Regions from separate parts of the Capra hircus genome. Here region 1 is linked to region 2. The links are chromatin contacts, called in public Hi-C maps. All regions are on one chromosome and are shown on one strand. The core of a region is the stretch at or near the end of the contact, and the rest is flanking DNA. Distances in the headings are between cores, read along the strand shown. Region 1 overlaps CHST15 (carbohydrate sulfotransferase 15). Region 2 overlaps CHST15 (carbohydrate sulfotransferase 15).

Evidence for each region. A called contact is a pair of places that touch in the nucleus more often than the background predicts.
Region 1: a contact with region 2 is called in a Hi-C map of liver, with 4 times the contacts expected there. The contact joins two enhancer-like sites. A contact is called at or near these places in 2 of 5 Hi-C or Micro-C datasets (blood and liver).

What each region holds. Positions count from the first base shown.
Region 1 is chr26:8,323,132-8,326,074 of ARS1.2, forward strand. It overlaps CHST15 (carbohydrate sulfotransferase 15), which reads left to right. Exons shown (of 9, transcript XM_018041483.1): 9 at 1-729. Among named protein-coding and RNA genes, the nearest start is that of CPXM2, 80 kb to the right of the region's middle. Within about 2 kb of position 1,615, at least 2 of the 5 cell types and tissues checked have an H3K27ac peak or open chromatin away from gene starts, as enhancers often do.
Region 2 is chr26:8,247,757-8,250,456 of ARS1.2, forward strand. All of the region lies in intron 1 of CHST15 (carbohydrate sulfotransferase 15), which reads left to right. Among named protein-coding and RNA genes, the nearest start is that of CHST15, 5.9 kb to the left of the region's middle. Within about 2 kb of position 1,430, at least 4 of the 5 cell types and tissues checked have an H3K27ac peak or open chromatin away from gene starts, as enhancers often do.

The DNA of each region.
Region 1 (2,943 bases), core at 365-2,864, 76 kb after region 2:
TCAGGGACAGGCCCCCTCTTCCTCTCTCCCCGTGGCACTCGGAGCAGCAGCCCACAGGAGACGTGGCCTGAGCACGAGGTTCTGTAGGGAGATATAACTGGCGCATTCGTGTGTATTTATTGGCAGTACAGGTGTGCATGTGTGGGTGCGTGCGTGTGTTTCTCAGTGGGTTCCCTTCAGTTCTGTTGCCTATCAGCCCCCTCTGCTCTGGACTCAACCCCCATTCATGGGTTCATTCCTCTGCCAGTTCTTTAACAGCTTGTCGGGTTCAGCCCACGTTTTGCTCTTCGGCCCCAACCGTGGTCACAAGGACTTTGCTCATGCACCCCTACGCATGTGAACAACATGCAGCGTAATTCTGCTTCTTACAGAAGTGTAACCGAAAGTCTTACTTCCAATATTATTTGGTTTATTATACAAATCTTTCTACAGACGCAGGCCCATCCTTGGGGGCCAGTCAGCACTGTCTGCGCGGACCCGGTTTCTCCAGGGGCCTTTCTCCAAAGGGCTGTCTGCCCGCCGCCTTTGCTTTCCTCTGCTCTCGCGTGCGAGGCCCCTCTCCTTGTGACAGCAGAGCTGCTGTTTCGAGCGGTGGTCCTTGAGCCCATCATCCCAAACCAAAGCGAATCAGAGCCTCTCTCACGACCCGAGTTACTTTGTGTCCCCAAAGCTGTGCATCCGACTGTATTAAACTGTACCCCCTTCGTCGCGTTAAGGTGTGTTCATGAACCACCGATGTGCTGTCTTTTTGTTAATACTGATCGTAACTAAATGCGGACCCCGGAGGGCACGCCCTTCCTCCTTAGCCATCACAGCACCCATGGGAGCATCTCCACCGAGCGCAGGCGCGTGAAGGAGCCACAGGAGGAGCTCAGTGTCTCGCCTGCGGCACTGTGAACCCTGTATGCAGGGGACCTGCCACGCGCGGTGACGGTGAGAGAGAGGACGTGGACGTCCCCAGGGACTCCCGTGTGCGGCCGGCGGATGGTGTGAATCAGGGCGGCGAGATGCAGCCCTGTCCACAGACGGGCCTAGCGTCGTCTTCAGACATTCAGACATTTCAAGCTTGGGTGATCAAAGGTCCTGCTGCTTCCAACAGGCTGCTCTCCTCATGTCTCAGGCCTGCCTGGCCCCTGGGGGCTGTGAGTTTGAGGTTCCTGGTGTCACTGTGTACATGTCATTGTCCCTGGACACCCAAGGCCCCCAGGTGGAGCCAGGGCAAGCCTGAGGGAGATGAGGTCACCTCAGGTCTGGGGCTGTGGGAGTCTGGGTCATCCTGGAGGCAGTGGGGGGCTGGGTTGGTTCCCAAATTCTGGAAAGACCCACTCTGGGTTCGCATCTCCCCAACACTGCCCCCCACAGTGGTGTGTCAGAGGGGAGAGGGGGTAGCAAGGCCAGGCCTGCCAACGAGGAGACCCCCAGCTCCTGACGGCAAAGCCAGGGACAGCTTCACTCAGCGAGGAAGGTGCTGTGCCTGTGAGGAGGAGGGGCGGGTGGGAGACGGGGATGGGGGCAGATGGGGGTGTCTGGAAGGTGGATCCCAGGACCCCCCTCCCTGGGGGCCTGTCCAAAACCCCCGCTGCTGTGAGGCCACTACCACCCCCACTCGGGACCCAGCTCTCAGGGAACATTCTGATGAGGACCAACTATGTCTGAGTGTAAACTTTCACTCAGACTGAGTGCCCAGTCTCCAGTCGTGTCCAGCTCTTTGTGACCCTGTGGTCTGTAGCCCACCAGGCTCCTCTGTCCATGGGGACTCTCCAGGCAAGAATACTGGAGTGAGTCGCCATGCCCGCCTCCAGGGGTCTTCCCCACCCAGGGGTCGAACCGAGATCTCTTAAGTCTGCATTGGCATGCAGGTTCTTTACCACTAGCGCCACCTGGACTCTGGGCTGTAGGATGCTAAAGCTAGATCAGCTCTCCTTCCCATCTGCAGGCCATACCTGCAAAGCCCCCTTCCCAGGTAACATGACATATCTCTCGGTTCCAGGAATTAGGATGGAGGCATCTTTGGGAACCTTCATCCAGTCAGCAACAGGGGGTGGTCCCGTGAGCAGATTGGCAGTCAGAGAATGCAGGGGGTGCCCACTGGCCTGCCTCTTTTGGACAAGCAGGTCTGAGTGGGCAGCATCTGCCTAGCAGAGGAAGGCCCAGCTTCCCAATGTGTCTGTTCTGAGACGGCAGGTCTTCCTGTCCAGGCAGTGCCTGTGAGAGGAGGGAGGGGACAGGGTGAATGGCGAGTGGTTCCTTCATATGTTTCTTCCAAGTGAGCCTTGCGGTGGTCCCAGGGGGACCTGCAGAAGCCACACAGGCACTTCTGAATTTCTGAAGTTCAGCTGCTCTGAAGTGAGTCATGCTTCCATGGGAGTCGCTTTTGAAAACCACACAAACGGTTAGAATGTCTTCTGGCCCCCGAGGGCCTCTTGGGGACCCACCGGCCTCCAAGAGGGAAGCCTTTGGAAAGCAACCGGCAACCTCGCTGTCAGCACCTGTGCCTGGTGGCCCCAGGCTGGCCTCCTCTCTGTGACCTTGGCTCTGTTCATGCTGCTGAAGCCCCGCCCCGTCAGCATGGCCTCGCCCCCTCGTGTTGCCTGACCCTGCCCCTCGTGGTGCCCGGCCCCGCCCCCTCGTGGTGCCCATCCTTTGCAGAATGGCTCCTGCAGGTCCCAGTGGGCAGGGCGGAGGCTGGGCAGTCCTGGGCCTCTTTGACCTGCAGGTGGCCGTCCCTGAGAGCCTGCAGGTGACGAGGACACCACAGAGACGGAAGTGGTGGCACCTCAGTGTCTGCAGAGGCCCCTCAGAGGAATAATAGTCGTTCCCCCTTGTCCACCATTTGGAGTGGCTGGGTCCTCCCGCCAGGGGTCGGGACCAATCGGCTGCACCTGCATTCATCACGCGCACACTCGGGCAGAGCAAGAAATAGGGCTGTCTATCCTGTGTGAG
Region 2 (2,700 bases), core at 180-2,679:
CCCTAACTGCGCTGCTTTGCTGCTGATTCAGAGCCTGTCTTCTCACTTAGCGGACGACATATCGGGGGACTGTTCTGACTTGCACAGGGTGTTTCTTTATTGTTCTCAGGTGCTGGGGTCTGATTTCCTTCCTGAGAGGCTCCTCCGTTAAAACGAAGTACTAGGATGGGATGATTGATGTGTACACCTGGGTCTTCACGGCGTGAAATGAAGCACAGCGGTGGCTGTTATCTAGTGTGTGTATCCAGTGTCCACATCTAGGAAGAAAAGTAAAGGGTCTGTGTTCATTCGGGCCAATACAGAATATTTGTAAGTACGGGCTTTGGGGAGCAAGACATTTGGTCCTAACAGCCGTCCTTTGCTGGGTCCCTACCTGTTCTCAGCTTGCCCTGTGCCAGCCTGGTCAGACAGGTCTCCCTTTGTCTCAATCAGAGGGTGGGGAGGCTGTTGGAGACCACAGGGCCTAATCATTTCGCCCTCCGGATGTGCAGGAGGTCGGATCACAGAATGGCAGTGGAGGCAGGAGAGACACAGGGTCGGGGTGGGGAAAGCAGCCACAGCTCTCAAAGGGGAAGGTGGTGATGAGTCAGCAAGTGGGGTGGGGGTGTGGCAGAGGAAAGCAGGTTCTCGGTCTCTGTTGATTTCGAAAGGGATGTGGAGGAAACGCGAGCAGCCTGTTTCATCAGCGCCAGCCATACGCGGCATTTATGTCTTCCTCCAGGTGCAAGCCCAGGGCCAGGTGCATGGGGGCCACGAGGCAGAGCTTAGAGTAGTGGGCCAGGCAGAACTTGGCACGAGTCAGATTACGTAACACTGCCCAGAGTGCAGCAGTTGCTAGGTTAGCGCGGCTCTGAGATTGGAGTGGCCTGAGGCCACTTCACTCCTGGCCTGAGAGCTGAGGCCTGAGAGCTGAGCCAGGTGTTATTCGCTCTGTTGTGTCTCGCTCTTTGCGACCCCATGGACTGTAGCCCGCCAGGCTCCCCTGTCCAAGAGATTCTCCGGGCAAGAATCTGGAGTGGGTTGCCATTCCCTTCCCCAGGGAATCTTCCCCACCCAGGGACTGACCTGGGTCTCCTGAGTCTCCTGCATTGCAGGTGGATTCTTTACCATCTGAACCACCAGGGAAGTCCTACACAGAACACTTAATACCTGCTTGGAGTGGTGCCTAGCATACAGTAAGTGCTTAATATACATCAGCTCTAGAGCTCATTACTGGGGATGGGAGAATGTCTCTGAGCTCCCTGAAATTGCTTGCCCAGTGTTTTTTTGTTTGTTTGTTTAATGTAGCTGTGTATGTTTCCTGGTGGAGGAGGGGAGCATGACTCCTAGCATATTCTACCTCAGAGAGCCTCTCTGACACCCCAGGACGCCTTGGCCTCTAGTCAGGCTGATTGCTTCATCTCTCCCGGCAAAGAGAGCGCTACGTCCACAGCCGCCCTCTGAGATGCTTCCAGCGGACGCCGTGGACAGGCAGCCGGGCGGTTTGGCTGTGCTTCTGTGTAGTGGTGATTAAGCCGGGGGCGGATCAGGGGATGTGCTGGGGAGGCCAGCTTTCGAATGTTGCATTCCTGAGCCCCACTCCAAGCTTCAGAGAGTTCTGAGTGTGTGTGCGGGGGCCTTCTTGCCCGGGCAGGCTCGTCCTGACACCCATGCTACATTTCTAGAATTTGTCCAGGTCCAGGCCTTCCGGGTCTCTGAAGCAAGAAAGGCTGGCAGATCCTCAAAAGCAGAGAGTGTCATTATAATGGAAACCTGGATGCTTTCCAGAACTGTGCTTGTGATAAAAATATTGAGACAGGCTGCCTCGTCATCCAGGTGCCTGGAAAATACCCCAACACGGGCACATAAGTAGATTACAGGGCTGTACTGTGCTCAGTCACCTCAGTGGTGTCTGATTCTTTGTGACCCCATGGACTGTAGCCCACCAGGCTCCTCTGTCCAAGGGGTTCTCCAGGCAAGAGTACTGGAGTGGGTTGCCATGCCCTCCTCCAGCAGATCTTCCTGACCCAGGGATTGAACCCGTGTCTCTTACGTCTCCTGCGTTGGCAGGCTGGTTCTTTACTCACTAGCGCCACCTTGCTGTTCAGATGCTCAGTGTCCCAGTCTTTTCGACCCCATGGACTGTAGCATGCCAGGCTTCCCTGTCCTTCACCACCTGGGCAGGTGCAATTATTTTTCCCTATGACAGGCAAGAACCTGGTGGTTTTACATCTTCTCCTGAAATGGAATATGTGCCTGCTGACCCTTTTTGCTCCCTGTGATTGAGAAGATATTGGTGTGACCTCAGAGTGGGAGAGGCCTCGATAGATGGCGGGTCCCTTCCTCCCAGGGTAGCCCTGATCTCGGGGAAGTTCTGACCTGCTCTGCTTGCCCTGAGGGGGCTGGGGGCCCATAGTGCATTTGCTGTGAGGTTGGAAGGTGCGTTTCAGAGTCTGAGAGGCCTGTAAAGCTGTGTTATTGTCTCACTCCTTGTTGAAAGGGGTCTGGACTGCTGTGTCTCCGCTTTGTGCCATGTGTTAGCTGATTTGGGCTGAATGAGGCAAGTTTGACCAGAACCTTCATTTTCCAATCCACCAAAGGTTTGGTGCCCACCACGCGGATGTGCATTTAACCTGAGTGTTGAATCCCTTATCCCCTTGGAGAGGCAGCTTAGGTGGTGGGGTGAGCCTGGACACCATGTGAACCTGGGCTTGAGTCTCT